5 separate regions of the Sus scrofa genome follow, and regions 2, 3, 4 and 5 are each linked to region 1. The links are chromatin contacts, called in public HiChIP or PLAC-seq maps. All regions are on one chromosome and are shown on one strand. Each heading gives the region's core, a stretch centred on a gene start, on an enhancer-like site or on the middle of the called end of the contact. The rest is flanking DNA. Distances are from core to core; before and after follow the strand shown. Region 1 holds the start of KLF3 (Kruppel like factor 3). Region 2 overlaps TBC1D1 (TBC1 domain family member 1). Region 3 has its middle 45 kb from the start of MIR9840. Region 4 has its middle 80 kb from the start of MIR9840. Region 5 overlaps LOC106504622 (a long non-coding RNA gene).

The links. HiChIP or PLAC-seq counts read pairs in DNA pulled down with a chosen protein or histone mark.
Region 2: an H3K27ac HiChIP or PLAC-seq map of skeletal muscle shows a contact between it and region 1. The contact joins the enhancer-like site here to the promoter of KLF3 in region 1. A contact is called at or near these places in 3 of 5 promoter capture datasets (fetal liver, fetal skeletal muscle and liver), 11 of 47 Hi-C or Micro-C datasets (adipocytes, alveolar macrophages, embryonic fibroblasts and 6 more) and 2 of 2 datasets of contacts at active chromatin or transcription factors (alveolar macrophages and skeletal muscle).
Region 3: a contact with region 1 is called in an H3K27ac HiChIP or PLAC-seq map of alveolar macrophages. The contact joins the enhancer-like site here to the promoter of KLF3 in region 1. A contact is called at or near these places in 3 of 5 promoter capture datasets (fetal liver and liver), 3 of 47 Hi-C or Micro-C datasets (embryonic fibroblasts, fibroblasts and liver) and 2 of 2 datasets of contacts at active chromatin or transcription factors (alveolar macrophages and skeletal muscle).
Region 4: an H3K27ac HiChIP or PLAC-seq map of alveolar macrophages shows a contact between it and region 1. The contact joins the enhancer-like site here to the promoter of KLF3 in region 1. A contact is called at or near these places in 3 of 5 promoter capture datasets (fetal skeletal muscle, liver and skeletal muscle), 21 of 47 Hi-C or Micro-C datasets (adipocytes, alveolar macrophages, brain and 13 more) and 2 of 2 datasets of contacts at active chromatin or transcription factors (alveolar macrophages and skeletal muscle).
Region 5: an H3K27ac HiChIP or PLAC-seq map of skeletal muscle shows a contact between it and region 1. The contact joins the enhancer-like site here to the promoter of KLF3 in region 1. A contact is called at or near these places in 5 of 5 promoter capture datasets (fetal liver, fetal skeletal muscle, liver and 1 more), 33 of 47 Hi-C or Micro-C datasets (adipocytes, alveolar macrophages, blood and 15 more) and 2 of 2 datasets of contacts at active chromatin or transcription factors (alveolar macrophages and skeletal muscle).

What each region holds. Positions count from the first base shown.
Region 1 is chr8:30,023,499-30,026,425 of Sscrofa11.1, reverse strand. KLF3 (Kruppel like factor 3) reads right to left here and starts at 1,448. Exons shown (of 6, transcript NM_001134352.2): 1 at 1,155-1,448. It overlaps LOC100510918 (a long non-coding RNA gene), which reads left to right and starts at 997. Exons shown (of 3, transcript NR_045041.1): 1 at 997-1,471.
Region 2 is chr8:29,522,928-29,525,854 of Sscrofa11.1, reverse strand. The region is part of intron 14 of TBC1D1 (TBC1 domain family member 1); the gene reads right to left. Among named protein-coding and RNA genes, the nearest start is that of MIR9840, 25 kb to the left of the region's middle. Within about 2 kb of position 1,359, at least 49 of the 83 cell types and tissues checked have an H3K27ac peak or open chromatin away from gene starts, as enhancers often do. A contact at or near this core is called in alveolar macrophages, fetal liver, fetal skeletal muscle and 3 more, where this site is marked.
Region 3 is chr8:29,592,358-29,595,284 of Sscrofa11.1, reverse strand. No RefSeq gene overlaps it. Among named protein-coding and RNA genes, the nearest start is that of MIR9840, 45 kb to the right of the region's middle. Within about 2 kb of position 1,439, at least 28 of the 83 cell types and tissues checked have an H3K27ac peak or open chromatin away from gene starts, as enhancers often do. A contact at or near this core is called in alveolar macrophages, fetal liver and skeletal muscle, where this site is marked.
Region 4 is chr8:29,627,353-29,630,279 of Sscrofa11.1, reverse strand. No RefSeq gene overlaps it. Among named protein-coding and RNA genes, the nearest start is that of MIR9840, 80 kb to the right of the region's middle. Within about 2 kb of position 1,414, at least 8 of the 83 cell types and tissues checked have an H3K27ac peak or open chromatin away from gene starts, as enhancers often do. A contact at or near this core is called in alveolar macrophages, where this site is marked.
Region 5 is chr8:29,758,776-29,761,702 of Sscrofa11.1, reverse strand. LOC106504622 (a long non-coding RNA gene) reads right to left here. Exons shown (of 3, transcript XR_002346602.1): 2 at 2,809-2,881. Among named protein-coding and RNA genes, the nearest start is that of MIR9840, 210 kb to the right of the region's middle. Within about 2 kb of position 1,517, at least 17 of the 83 cell types and tissues checked have an H3K27ac peak or open chromatin away from gene starts, as enhancers often do. A contact at or near this core is called in alveolar macrophages, omental adipose tissue and skeletal muscle, where this site is marked.

The sequences.
Region 1 (2,927 bases), core at 199-2,698:
AGTGTCTTGGGTGACATTAATGGAAAGATGTATTCTGAGTTTGTAAAATGTTTATTTTAGTGAAATACAAGAAGGTGAGCAATTACCAGTTTCCGTTTAACCTGACTTAGAAAAATAAAAGTCCCATGCGCATATTCTTTATCTAATATTTTTGTATACTGCTGTAAAATTTAAAGCAGAATCGAGTGTTCCCTTTTATCTGCCAAAGAAGTCGTTATGACAATTCCAGGTATTGTCTGCCATCTCCAAGAAAGCCCTTCCGAGAAAGGCTAGGTCCCAAAGGTTCGGGTCCAGAGGTCCGTCCCTCGGTCCCCACCGGATCGGGTCCCTAACGCTGCAGGCAGTTGCCTAAGGCGTTCTCCGCCTCCAGCCACGCTGCAATCCTCGCTCCAGACACTGCGGCAGGTTCTCTCCGTGCCCCGGAGGAGGTCTCTCCAAACCTGGCCAGCTCTTTCTCCTGCCCCCGGGGATCCAGACGCCCTGGCAGCTCCCGGGCTCCAGGACCGAGAATGCGATGCTGCCTCCACTCTCAATCGCCCCAAGTTTCTTCCCAGAGGGCCTGCTCCAAGTTTGCTCCCGCCGCTGGTGAGCGGCAGCGCGCCCCGTCGGCAGAGGGGGGCGGCGGGGGGCGCAGGCGGAGGGCGGGGAGGGGGAGGGCGCGCGGTGGGGGGGGGACCAGATGGGGGAGAAGGGGGAGGAGCAGGAGCGCGCGGCCTCTGTGCTACCTTTTTCCAAACAACGTTGCCACACGCGGAGAGCACTGAGATTTCTGGGGCTTAGGAGGGAATCGCGAGAGAGCGCGCGGGCGGCGGTCGGGGGACCACACAGGTGAGCCCCCGCCCGCGCCCTATCCGGGGCCGCGGCGGGCGCCACCGGCCTCGCTCCCCGCACCCGCCGATCCGCACGGTGGCTCTCCTCAATCCCACACTTTCCACTGCTTCACCGGGGGCCCCTCCGCCTCGCCTCCTCTACCCCACCCCCGGCTGCGAGGAGCTGTTGCACTTTCCCAAGCCCACGGGAGCCCCCACCTCCGCGCTGCACCCCCAGCCCATTCACCGCGCCCCCCTCCCCCCAAAAAAAGGAAACCAGACGAGCCGAAAACAGGGGCAGCGGGAGTCGGGGCGAGAAGGAAAGGTGAGGGAGAGGGGACTTACTTTTCGAGGCGCGGTGCTGAGCGCTGCAGGCGAGAAATAAAGGCCCAGACCTGGGCTCCCTGGAGCCCCGCGGATGCAGTGGTGTCAGCGCTCCAGTCCTGGCGGCGTTGGCTCTGGCGGCCGCAGGGGACCGGGACGGGGACTGGCGCGCGTGCGGCGGGCGCGGCACAGCTCGGCGGGCGCTCGCGCTGCGCTCCGGCTCGGGCCCCGGCTCCGCGCGGCTCCGCTCCTGGCTCCCCTCTGGCTCCTGGCACCAACTCCGGGCAGTCACATGACGCCGGCGCCGCTCGCTCTGCGAGCCTCCCGGGGCTGGCGGGGTAAGTAGAGGCTGGGACCCGGGGTGGGAGGGTCAGGGAGGGGAGAGGGAGCCGCTGCGGCCGCCCGGGCTGGGCGGGTCCCCACCCACTTGGGTGGAGGCAGCCGCCGGAGGGGTCGGCGGAGTCACTCGCGCAAACACGCACCCCGCCCTGCGCCCTTCCCCCGCCACCCCCTCCTCCTGCGCCGCCTCCGCCCCGCCCCGCCCAGTCACCCGGGGACGGCCTGACAGACACTCATTATTCCCCGGAGCCGGGCGCCGCCCCGCCGGCCCAACCTGTCCCGCGAGGCGCGGCGCGGCCGTGGGGCTGGGCGTACGCGGCGCGGCCCCCGCCCCAGAGCCCCCGCCCCCCGCCCCGGAGCCCCCGCCTGGGAGTCCCCGCCCGCACCCCCTCCCGTCGCCCTCCGCCCCGGAGCCCGCGGCCCCGCCCGGCCTGGACCCGCCGCCGCGCCGCCGCCCGAGCCCGGGGGGAAGGAAGGGCGGCACTGGCCGCTCCGGGCGTCACAGGGCTGCAGCCCGCTGCGCCGCTTCCAAAACACACAGGCGGGCTCGCGGGCGAGCCGAGGCGGGAGACCCGGGCCGGCCGGGGCCATCAATCAGCCAGCTCCGGCGGGAAGGGCGGCCCCGGGCGCGGCGGGAAGGGCTGGGCCCCGCGGCCAGCGCGGCCCCTCCTGGGCCCAGCGCACACAACTCTCTTAAAGAAAAAGCTGAAAAAGGCACCGCTGGGGAAGCGGCGGGTGGGCCGGGGCGGCGTCGGGAGAGAAAGAGCGGCGCGGAAAGGGAGGGCAGCTGGGGGACTGCAACCCTAAAATGGTCCCGCGTTTCCAAGGTCATTCGCCATCCTCTAGAGCGCTTTCTTTGTGCCTTGGGGCTCGGAGGCCCCCGTGTTGTCTTCCCCACGGGGGTGCGGCCCGGCTGGTGGTGCACCGCCTACCGGGACTTTTCTTTGAAGGCCGGGATAACGCCCCCCCCCCCCACCCCACCGCGAACAAACTTCCCACGGGCCGGGCCTGCAGCTGGAGCGAAAAGGCGGCCGGACGCAGCGGCATTTGCTCAGCCGGGCCTGTCGGAAAACTTGGCAAACTTGGGTCCGGATCCTCCTGCCCGGAGGGAGAACTCGGGGCGAGCTGAGGGCTTGGCGCGGCGGCCTTTCCTTTGGTGTCGCGTCCCCGGGACTGAGCACAAGCGTCCCCGGGGCGGGTGGCGCCGGGCTGGGCGGGGGGGGGGGGGGGCTTCACTGGAGCCTGGCGGCGGCGGAAACTCACTTTCTGTGCAAACCGGGCTCCTGGGAGGACTTTGTAGAGCTTGGTACCAGATTTAATGCTTTTTGAGTTTCTTTTTAAACAGTTTTAATGTAAGAATGCAATAAAAAGAACAAAGGACAAATTGGTTCAATTGTTTTCGTCCTGTGTAATGTTTAAAAACGCCCCTGCTGCAGTCTGTGGCTTGTTATTGCT
Region 2 (2,927 bases), core at 110-2,609, 500 kb after region 1:
TATCCCTGCCTACGCCCTCTAATCTAAGTCCCACACTTAAAAGTCTTGCAGGACAGAAAAGGCCAAGTGTTCCCACACCCCACCCCCAACACAAGTCTTTGCAAGAGACAAGGCTGCTGCCAATAGGAAAAAGAAAAACTTCCCTTCAGTAACTGTCTGGGGAAGATGCTGCAAAAAACCAAAACAAACAAACAAACAAACAAACAAAAAAAAATCAAAGAGGTGAGACTATAACCTCTCATCACTAAGACTGTCCTCAACCGAAAATTCTCAAGCTAACACACCTGGACAGGAAATGAGCACAAGTCTTCAACTTTCTGTGGAAAACCCATTATTCTCCCAAGTATAAAATGCATGGATTGGGACTGCAAGTTATTTTCAGAATAATATAAGATCATAATTATAGCATTCCTACTTTGGTAGGTGTTTAAAATCTTGTTAGCACTCATTCTGCAAATATTTTCATTTATAGGACAATGACAAAGCAAATTTACTTGGGGAAAAAAATCCATTTAGAAAGCAGTGTAACGCATCCCTTGGCTTTATCTCTGGATTTTACAAAACCAAGAGTGTGCTAGCAGCTGAAATTCTGGGGCCACTAGCTCAAGTCCAGTGGGAACGCCCGGCCTTGCCCCCTCCAGGAGGTACAGTGTTTTCTTTCACTTAAATAGATGAAATTAGCAGAAACCACTCATCCAGGAAGTTTCTAATTCTGTTTTTTAAAAATGAGAATTACCAGTAAATAATGCCCCAAATGTGTATGAGCAAGAATTAGCATGTAATTCTAGAATACTGCCAACATAAGAATTGTTCTTTTACTCCACCGCAGCTTCTCACCACACAAACACTAACTTGAGTAAAGCAGTCAAAACTCCTGATACTTTATTCCTAAAACTGTCAACAGCTCATGACTGTGATTAAGAGACTGGTTCTGGGGCAGAACTGACCTGATTTGAGTTGCAGGTCTTTCAATATTTCTGGCCTCCTCTGTGAAAGGCCAGGGCATAGTAACGGCTGCGCAGAGCCCACGTGAGAATTACCATCTGACTGTGTGAAGGCGCCAACACTAACTGCCTAATATGTGATAAGGATAATTACAATGGCTATTATTAATAGTTTTATTGCAAAGAAGATAGGATTTGTTTGTTGTTTCATCATCTGCCAAAGAACACATTTCTAATTTTCAATCTCTTTATTTTATTAACAACCACTCAGGGCTTCTTTGGCTGGAGTTTAAATCAGGATGGGATGTACCCTTCCTTGCCTATTAGCTGCTGCAGCTTGAGAAATTCAGAGGACCTCACAGTGCGGCCCCCAAGCCTGCAGTGTCAGCATCAGGCTCTTGTAAGCACTGCAAATGCTCAGGCGCCACCAAGTATTCTGGCTCCAGAATCAGACACTTTAGGGGTGAGGAACAGCTAACTTGTTTCCACAAGTTCTCCAAGGGATTCTGGGCAGGCAGTCAGAGGGCAGCTGAAAGAAATGCAGCCCTGGGCCAATGTCACTACCCTGTAGCCCTGTGACTACTGCCCTCGGGAATGAGGCCGCTGTGGGAGCCCTGATGGAGGATCCCTACCCTCGCCTTCCTGGGTACTTCTGGGGGCAACATCAGTGTCCCCTGTACCCCCCCCAGACCCCCCCGCAGCCTGGAGCAGATAGCAAACAAGGCCGGCCAGCAGGGGAGCTCAACCATTCCCACTGGCCTAACCACCCTCATGGTCAAGGCCCCTGGAGAAGGAGGTTCCACAACACTCTTAAGACCCTTTCTCAGCATATGACCACACAAAAATGTGCACACAGGCAGAGAAAGTGCAGAGAAGCACTATTCATGAGAGCCCAGAGGGAGAAAAACCCAAATGCCCATCGACGGGCAAACAAGTGTATCTGAAGTCTATCTATACACTGCAGTGTTAATTGACTATAAAAAGAAATGAAGCACTGATACACACTACACATGACGAACCTTGAAAATATTCTAAGTGAAAAAAGCCACACATACAGAACCACATATTATTTATACAAAATATCCAGAACAGGCAAATCTATAGAGACAGGAAGATGATTAGTGGTTGTCTAGGGTTGGGGGGAGGGGAGGGAGTTTTGGGAAGTGACAACTATGGGTTTCTTTCTGGGGGACAAAAAGATTTTAAAAATTAGATTACAGTGATGGTTCCAAAACCCTGTAAATAAAGAAAAATACACTGTATAATTTAAATGGGTAAACTGTATAATACATGAATTATAGCTCAATAAAGCTGTTTTTAAAACAAAACAAAAGCTTCCTGCCAAGGACTCCTCATGAGAGCTGCTCTAACCTCCCAGCAGTGCTGTCCAGGGAGCAGGGTAGCAGTGCGAGACCTGAGGCCAAGATTGGGGGAGGAGGAAGCAGGCCAGCCTGCAGGCAAATTTAAGGAGGCATTCATCCTCAGGGCCATGAAGCACAGGGCCCATACACGCAGGGCCCTAAAAGTGAGTGCCTCCTTAAATTGTGCACTCAGGATGCCTGCCTGGCTGCCTGCCTCGCCCTGGTCCTGCCCTGATTCTGAGACTGCTTCAAGTTCAGATATGCCTACAGAGTCTATCCTGAGGCTATTTCCAGACTACTTACCATTTCCTTGCTTTATAAACCTCACTAGCTCCCCAGTACCTACAGATTTCAAGTTCAAGGGTGACAACTCAAGATCCTCTACTTCGGACTTAAACCCTGCAGGCTTACGGGTACAGCCTCCAGAGTTAGATGGGCCCTACGGATGCTGTAAGCAAGGATTTACACTCCAGAATCTCCAGTACCCAAGCCCTCAGCCCCTCCCCAGCCTTCCTAGCAAGCAGCAGAGGTTAAAATTCAATCTCTGGGTTACCATCAACCCTCAGCACCAGGCTTCACACAAAGTATAAGGACTGACTGACTGTTTAAATGTCAATGGTTA
Region 3 (2,927 bases), core at 190-2,689, 430 kb after region 1:
ATCTGAGCAGTCAGCAGTTCCTTTTGGACAGTTTCACAAAGTCTCTTGACTCTTCCCTTTGGACTCTCATGCATGAAATCACATCTCGCTTTGAGGAATGAGGCGTCCCCCTGAATGCAGTCGACGTGGCTGTGTCCACAGGCGGCCTGTCAGGTCTGCAGGTGAGGTTAGTGTAAACAGAAACAACAAGGTCACCACATCACCATGCCCATGTCACCCACCCCGCCCTCCTGGGAGCTTGAGACCAAGTCAGGAAGAGCAGATTCCCTTGTGTGAGTGCGAACAGCCAGTGATGAGGCCAACAGTTTATCTTTTATGAGACTACACATTAATGGGAGTTTTGTCTTGAAGGAGGTTAGGATCTTCTTGCCATCTGAAAAGGACACGGCATTAGGTGCATGGCAGTTTTTGAAGAGAGCACTCTTGGGACAAGATTCATGCTTAGGATACAGAATTATGACCATTTGGAAGGCAGGCTTCCATCTTCTAAAATTAAGCCGCCCAACTCCCCCTTGGCTGGTTGCTTTTCTTTGATCTCACCTGGAGCACCGGCTGAGCCTTCTCTGGCCACTCTTTGCAGGCAGCCCTCGCCCCATGATGACTTTTGCTTACTTATTTCAGTTACCTGTGTCCTCTGCCAGCAGGCATTGACCCTGCAGTCCCAGCCTCCAGCCCAGCAGCTGGTTCCTAATGGAGCACCACAACCACCTGCCGGAAAGAGGGAGAACCGTCAGGCAGGGGGCCGACAGTGACTGTGGAGTGGGCCCCGATGGGCAGGTGGGCCCAACTCTCCATCATGGGAAGACAGGGGCTGTCGTGACATGAGGAGTGATCACAGAAGCACATGGGGGAAAAGAGAGGGATCCTGAGTGGAAAAGCTCACTTTCTCCTTTCTAATAACCAAGACGATGGAGGATTTGAACATATGATATTTAGGAGTAAAGTTGATGGCCCTGTACCTCAAAGGAAGGCAAGAGATCCTAAAAGCCTTGGTGGAAAGTGCAGAAGGGCTGAGGTGGGCAGAACTTGGAAGTCATTAAATAGATCAGTGCCCCACCACCATCAACCACCCCCTGTAGATTCCCAAAGCGGCACCTCAGGGTGCCACCCAGCAGGGCACTAAAAACCAAAGCCACAGTGGAAGAGCAGTCAGCTCTTTTCCTACAGCTGGAAGACACACGCAGCACGGTTGGGGGTTCGAAAGAAGAGCTGTCTGGAAGAGCAGGAAGAAGATGCCCAAAACATGGATCCAAATACAGAATAAGGAAGAAACAGCAGCAGGAAGGTGTAGCCGGGAAAGTAGGAAGAGCGGACGAGAATCTGACTGGGAGAAAGAATGAGACAAGCTGCCCCCCACCCCCACCCCCGCACCCAGGGCTGTGCAGGCTGAGCCGGGGTTCTGGAAGGCGGGCCTGCAGTAGCAAGTGCCCTGACTCACTGGGGCTATTTTTAACACTCATTTCAGCTCCTCTCCTGCCCTGCCCAGCCCCGCCCAGCGCTTCTCAGACTCCTCAAGGACAGCAGGAAAGGGCGGGAGGGCGGTGTGTCCACAACAGGCACGGGCAGTGAGCAGGCAACCACAGGGCCTCCTCCACCCCTGCCCCAGAGCCCAGGGCTCCGAGGGGGGAGCCCAGGGAAAGACTACTGAGAATGTGCTACAAAAGGGCTTTTCACAAAAGGATGGTGGGAGTGTGGCCACTGTCGTGTTTCAGTCACGTCTTAGCTGGAAATGAGGTGAATGTGTTACTCAAACAATCTTGGAAATGCTTTTATTACCCATTCAAAGCTTCCCAAATGAAGCGTTTGAGTGCTTTTGAAGTCCTTGATTAAAAACATAAAACTCTAACACATTTTGATTAGCTTACATTAGTCTACTCTTGAAGATGGGAATTTGCTAGCCAGATTTCAACAAAAACCTTTGCTCAACTGGTGAATACAGAATTAATGAGCATCATGACTTAATGTGACCAACAGCACCCCTCCTCCTGTTTAGTGGTTGGAAACCATCCTTTTTTTTTTTTTTTTTTCTTTTTTCTTTTTAGAGCCACACCTGTGGCATATGCAGGTTCCTAGGCTAGGGATCAAACTGGAGCTGTAGCCTATGGCCTACACCACAGCCACAGCAATGCCAGATCCAAGCTGCGTCTGCAACCTGCACCACAACGCCAGAGCCTTAATGCACTGAGTGAGGCCAGGGATCGAACCTGCGTCTTCATGGATGCTAGTCAGATTCGTTTCCACTGAGCCATGATGGGAACTCCAAGCCATCCTTTTTAAAGCCATGACAGTGCATTCAAACCAACCATCAAACTAGCCTGAGTTTGGAAACTTGACATTTGAATTATTATCTCAGTCTTAAAATAATATTTAAAGCAATGAAATGTTCCTTGTTCTCCTTAAAAACACTGGGTAGCAACTTTTTAATCAGTATTTTTAAACAATTTTGTTTCACCTCATTTAAAACTTCTATCTGAAAATTTAGTCATGTGTGAAGTTTTAAGTATACACATAGTGGTATAAATTCAAACGCTTTGCAAATAAGGGTTTACAACCAAAACAGCTGATTATTCACTTTAGAGACATGAAGGCAGTTGTCTATGGAGTCTAGATACTAAGAACATTCTTTTTATCTTTTACTAGCAATTTCAAAATGTCCAAACAATGACTGTTATGTCTGCGCCATATCATAACTCTTAGAGTTCCCTAATCTTTCTGATCACTTCTAAAGATGGCAGCAAAAGACCTGACACAATGCAAAGTTTCACTTCTACAAAACCAAAGACGATTCTGTGTTGACTTTTTTTAACATGACACTGCAAGGGTTTTCAGACGTCTGTCAGGAGCAAACACTCTACCCATCAGTTCAGACCCTGGGGTAGTGCCACCCTCCCTCTGCCGGGAGCCCCCTGTGGGGCTAGACTGGGCAG
Region 4 (2,927 bases), core at 165-2,664, 400 kb after region 1:
AAAGAAGGGAGGGAGGAAAGAAAGAGAAAGAAAAAGAAAGAAGGAAGGAAGGAGGAGGAAAGAAAGGAAGAAAAGAGCGGGGGAGGGAGGGAGGGAGAAAGAAAGATGCCTCAACTGAGGCTAAAAAATGTTTGTTTAGACCCTAGAGGTTTCGAAGGAACATGCCTTTATTAATAGCTCAGAATAGTTTGCATGAACATATCACATAAATAGATGATAGATAAATAAATTGACTGATTTAGAAGTCAGACCTAAGTGTATACCAATTACTGATTGAAGGGGACAGTACTAAATTTCCCTAAAGCTAAATTTACTTGTCTATAAAACGGGTTCGATTTACCTCTCCCAACGTTTTCAAGGTATAAATGAATGCGTGTATGTAAGTGTTTATTCAAGTAACTGCCATAAAGTAAGCCTCGATCCACAGGAAGCGTTACCCATGTCATTCTCATTGGAGAACAGTTCATTTGGGGGCATCTTGGTGAGCTCAGGATTCCAGCACTGCAAGTCAGACAGACTGGGTGGGTGGACAGGCTCTGATACTCCTCGGTGTAAGTGGATACTTTCTGCAACAGTGCACAGCTTAAGGGGGGCCAGTCACCTGGTGGTCAGATGTCTCCCAAGTCCTGAGGGTGAGACAGTTCTGCTGGGGAGCCCAGCTTGATTTCCTGGTTCAAAAATCACACCTGTGAAACTCGATCCAGGTGGGAAATTCTTCTGGTTGATTCTGCTGAAACCATGGTTCATTATCAAGTTATTTCTCTGGGTCACTCTGAGGTCAGCTCCTTAATTAATGTAATGGCCAAGGCAGGCCACAAAACCAGGATGCTCAGCCCAGAAGTCCATCACAGCAGCTCCCCTGTGTTACCTGAACATGAACTTGGTGCCAGGCACCATGCAAAGAGCCTTCTGGCCCTCGGTTTCTTTAATCCTCCAACAACCCTCCGGGGGGGCAGCTGCAATAAGTCCCATTTAAAGATGAAAAATCTCAGGCTTGCAAAGTCCAAGGTCACAGGTAGAAAGTGGTGGAGCCAGCACTGCAGGTAAGTGAGGGCACCCTTCCCACCAGTCTGTGCTTCACAGAAAACCATTAATCCCACTGCACTCTCCCTGTCACATGTGTTGGTATTGCCACCTGAGAACAAAAGAAGGTTTAAAATGCTCATTTTTCTCACCTGCTAAAGAGCAGAACAACCTATTGTAATCAGGCTCCGCCCTGCTCCAGGCTCTCCAGACAATCCCTCCAAACCTCTTCATAGGGCATCTCTGTTTACCCCAATCCCTGCTGCGGATTCTTCTGGCCTTTCAGAAAGCAATTGGCAACACTTTCGCCACTAGTTTAAATCTCTATGGTTTGGTTAAGACGCTCCTTTTCAGGGGAACCTGGTTGGAGCAAGAGTGCCACCTGCTGGAATGTTTGGGTCACTGCCAACACCTATTCCTTGGGCCAAGATGGGTAGGCAGGGATGGGGAGGGTGGGGAGCTTAGCAGCGAGGCACGTTCTGCTCTTGTTCGCACATCCTGGACCGTTCCAGGGCAACTACAAGGAATAAGTCCACAGTGTCCAGCAACCACCTTACTGAAACTCAAAGTCTTGCTCAAATACAAGCTTGGGACTTTGAGGGTGTGCATTTCTTGGCTCCAAAGCTCAGGGCTGGGATAAAGGTGCAGCGAGTGAGGCAGGGCCACGCAAGTATAGGACTGCGTGTGTCTTTATGGAAAATTGCGAAATTTTATTCATTATGGATGGTTGTGTTTATCTTGACTTTTTAAAAGTGCATTGAAACTACTTATCTTGATTACTGAGTTTGTTGGCACCCTCTCCCTTATATTTATTTACCCACTGCAAAGACCTCATTTGCCTCACCCAAGTATTGGCCCTGCTGAAGCCTTCTGCAAAGATTCGGTTTCCTTTCAAAGCTCTGTCTGTAAATAAGCTAAATGCCCACAACAGGCCTGGTCACCTTGCAGCCCTGTGTCTATACTGAGTCATTCCAGTCCCCTGCCCCCCACACAGCCTGGGGTCTGATGGAGAGTTCTTTACCTGGAGTGCATGGGTGGGCTTGAGGATAGAGGGGGAATGGTTCTGGAAACCCCTGAAATTTAATGGAACATTATGCGCATTTTCTGGGAGATGGTTTATCACTCCCCTTCCACTCCCCAAGGAGCCTCAACCCCATAAAGGGTAAGACTCAGAGCGGTCTTTTAAAATCGTCGGGCTTTATCAAGGGTCTATGCAGGAAATAGCACCGAGAAATGTCTTTCCGTGTCTGCCCTGTAAGACAATGTCCACTGCCTGACCTGTGGTCTATAAACAGTGTTAGGCGACCCTGATACAAGGATCCAAGTGTCTCTCAGAGTTCGGAGGAAGAACATTTTCTCAGTTGATAACTGGAATCTCAGCTGGACGTTGAACGGGCTAGTCCACGTTGCCTTCTTAAACTTTCACTCCCTGCTGAAACTGTCAACCTCGCCATTGTTCTCAGGCAAAGCTCTTTTGCAAGCGCTTTCTCAGAAGCAGCCTTCCACCCTCTTGGCATCCTTTACCGGTCTTTCAAGACCAGCTTTCTCCCCGTCCCAGGCAGGGCTGGGCCCCTTACACACTCCTGTTTTACCCCATAGATGACTTTTCTAGATTGGTCTCCATATTGATCTATCCGTCCACAAGATCGTGAGCCCAGGAGGGCAGGAACCCAGCCTTATGCCTTTCCAAGCCCCAGCACCTGGCACACAGTCACTGTGTTTAGAAAAAGTGAGAGAGACAGAGTTCCCGTCGTGCTCAATGGTTAACAAATCCAACTAGGAACCATGAGGTTTCAGGTTTGATCCTTGGCCTTGCCCAGTGGGTTGGGGATCTGGCATTGCCCTGAGCTGTGGTGTAGGTCGAAGACTCAGCTGGAATCCCGCATTGCTGTGGCTGTGGTGTA
Region 5 (2,927 bases), core at 268-2,767, 260 kb after region 1:
TTTACTAACTGCCGCAGGAGAATCTGTCCTCTCCCCACACTGTGCCTCGTGCTCACTCCATCTCTACCCAGAGCTCCACCACTGCCTTCCGTCTCTCCTCACCTTCCACAAATGTCAGGGCAGCCTTCAGCCCTCCTTGACTTCCAGCCCTAGGCGATCTCTCGCCCGCTCCTCTGAAAGGCGCCAGCATTTGAGGTCCAATCACTCGTTAACATTTACTGCCTTGTATTGGGGTTGAATTTTGGAGTGCATGTCTCGTCTTGCCAGCCTTACCTTAGGCTCTGCAAGGGTGTGGCTCATGCCTTTTCCTCCTTCTATCCCCTCAGCTCTCAACCCAGTGAACACTCACCTCTGGGAAACTTGCTCAACTAGGAAACCAAACCAATTACCCAGAGCCCTCTAACGAATTTCTTTTTTGGAATCCTTTTTGAACCTACATGCCTGTCACTCCTCTTTCAAAGCACGTTGACCATGGTGCCTTCCTGTGATGTCATCAGGGGCTCAGTTAGCTGTGCATGGATGGTATCCAGCTGAGGTCTGGTGGCACAGATCGCTTGGCTGAACTTGGCCTTGATGAGTCATGGGGGAAAGGGGTTGGAGGGAAAGGTGAGAGGGGACTTCATTTAGGAGCAATTCATTACTCCGACCAAGGAAAATAATTTTATAAACATCTTATGGGTGATAAGTCCACACGACTCTTTGAAATCTGGGAGTACAGCAAATTTATCTTCTGAAAGAGGACTATTGCAATGTAAGCCAACACTGTTATTTCAAATATGAGAATGCCTGGTTTTTTTAAGCAGATATGTTGGACTTGCTGCCTGTGCATGTGCATAATTTGCAGGCTGCCTCTAATGGATCAAGAAAAGGAACAGGGCAACAATAGGGCTGAGCTGGTAGCTTTGCGATGGGTGTCCCCCTGGACAGGAGGCCCTAGCTTTCTCCAAGCAAGCTAGAAGGGCCCCCAAGAGTGTAAGGTCATTCCAGCTGCAGAGTGGGTAGGAAATAGTACAAAAGAAATTCCAGGGCCACCACTATCGCTTTTTAGGTAATTGAAGACTCATCAGGGCTGCTCATTAAAAATATAAATTCCCTGGTTTCTAACCTCACCCCCCGACCCCCCAGTGGTTCAGGAGGTCTATGGCAGGACTCAGGAATCCGCATTTCTACCAAAACGGCAGCACTACTGTCTTCACTCCTACAGTCGCTCTACCTTAGATGTGGCAATAATAAAGCACTAATGAGTTAATCATCTCGCTTAAAATATAGACAGGGCAGTAATTGGAGTATAATTTTGGACCAGAGACCCTCCCATCCCAGAGATGTGGGTGGCTGGCTTGGCCAAGGGAGCTCACACCAAAGGGTTTGGTGTGGGGGAGGGTTCGGGGCAGGGCCTGGAAGTGCTCCCCAACCGTGGACAAGAGAAGTATGTTGGCCACCAGCTGTTCTGGGAGAGTGACTCATCAGCCTATGTGGCAGTAACCGCGGCTGGTGGAATGAGTCCCTGGACCGTGGGGGGCGACGGGGGAGGTGACGGCTGTGGCTGGAGAGAGCAGTGCATTCCAGAGGAGAACCAGACCTCCTGCAAGGATGCCAATCTGTGCTGTCAGTCACTTTGGCAGTGATGAAGGAGGCAGAGGGAGGGACAAATGAGCGGTCTCAGCAAGACGGCAGAGGCACCATTTAGTCACTGGCATTAAAGCCCTGTGTCCACTATCCCCCGGACTCGGCCTGCCTCCTCCTCTTCCCCACCCTTCAATCTGGTCCCCTCCAGGCTTTAATGTCTTCCAGGCACCCACTCCCTTCGTGTCCCTGCTGTTACAGACATCATTCCCTGTCTGCATATTCCCCCCACGATGCCCTGAGCTCAAGACTCATCACCATCCTTCCGACAGCCACTGATGTGTTCTCTCCAAAAATGAAAATCCAAGCTTGTTGTTCGCTTGCGTAAAAGCCTCAGTGGACCTTGACCATCACTGTGCATCAGAATCACCCAGGGGCTTGTTATAAAACACAACACAGGGCCCCAGCTGGAATGTCCTTCCGTCTTCCACATTTTCCTCCTTTGCCCACTGAACTCCTGACCCTGTAGAATCTGTGATGCCTTCTCCATCCCCTCGCCCTCATCTTCACTCCACCTCCCCCACCGCCATCCCCGCGATCCTCAGCAACACACACCGAGTGCTTGCGCTGGTACATCCCATTGACAACCACAGGGGAAAAAAAAATATCCATGATGTGGGTCTCATTATTCTTCCCACCTTACAGAGATGTTGAAACCAGGGCTTGGGTAGGTTTAGAAACTTGCCCCCGTCACACAGCTAGAAAACGATGAAGCCAGGATTCAATCGTAGCAGCCTGTACCCAGCACCTGGGCTCTTAACTCCTGCAAGTACCAACTCGTCCAGATGGAATTAAGTCTTTCTTCCTCCGTGCTCTCAGAACACTCTTCTTGTCACTTCCAGATGAAAACCCACATCCAACAGGACGTAAGGTCTTGCTTCCCAGATTGAGTTCCTCAAGGGTGGGTCCTCACCTTGGTGTCCTAAGCCCAGCCCATAGAGGGAACTCCATGTGGGGTGAATGCACAACTGAATATTTCCACTAGAGTGTTGGCAAATGTAAAGTAAAACTCTTGCTGGGCCATGAGAAATGAGAACTATTTCAGAAGATCACTCAAGTTCCTTGTAATATACCAAGTCAACACGCAGGTACCATTTTACATCGGAGATTCATAGCTATCACTCTATTTCAGGAGAAACCCTAAGAAATATGAAAATTCAAAAAACGTGATTGCCATTAACTTACCATTTTGCCCATTTCCATCTTGGCTCCCCTGATTATATCTTTTAAACGTGTTCACAGTGAGTGGAGGTTTCCCCTGGAATAGCACAAAGGCAGAGGTGTCTGCACAGTAGCTTTTTTGT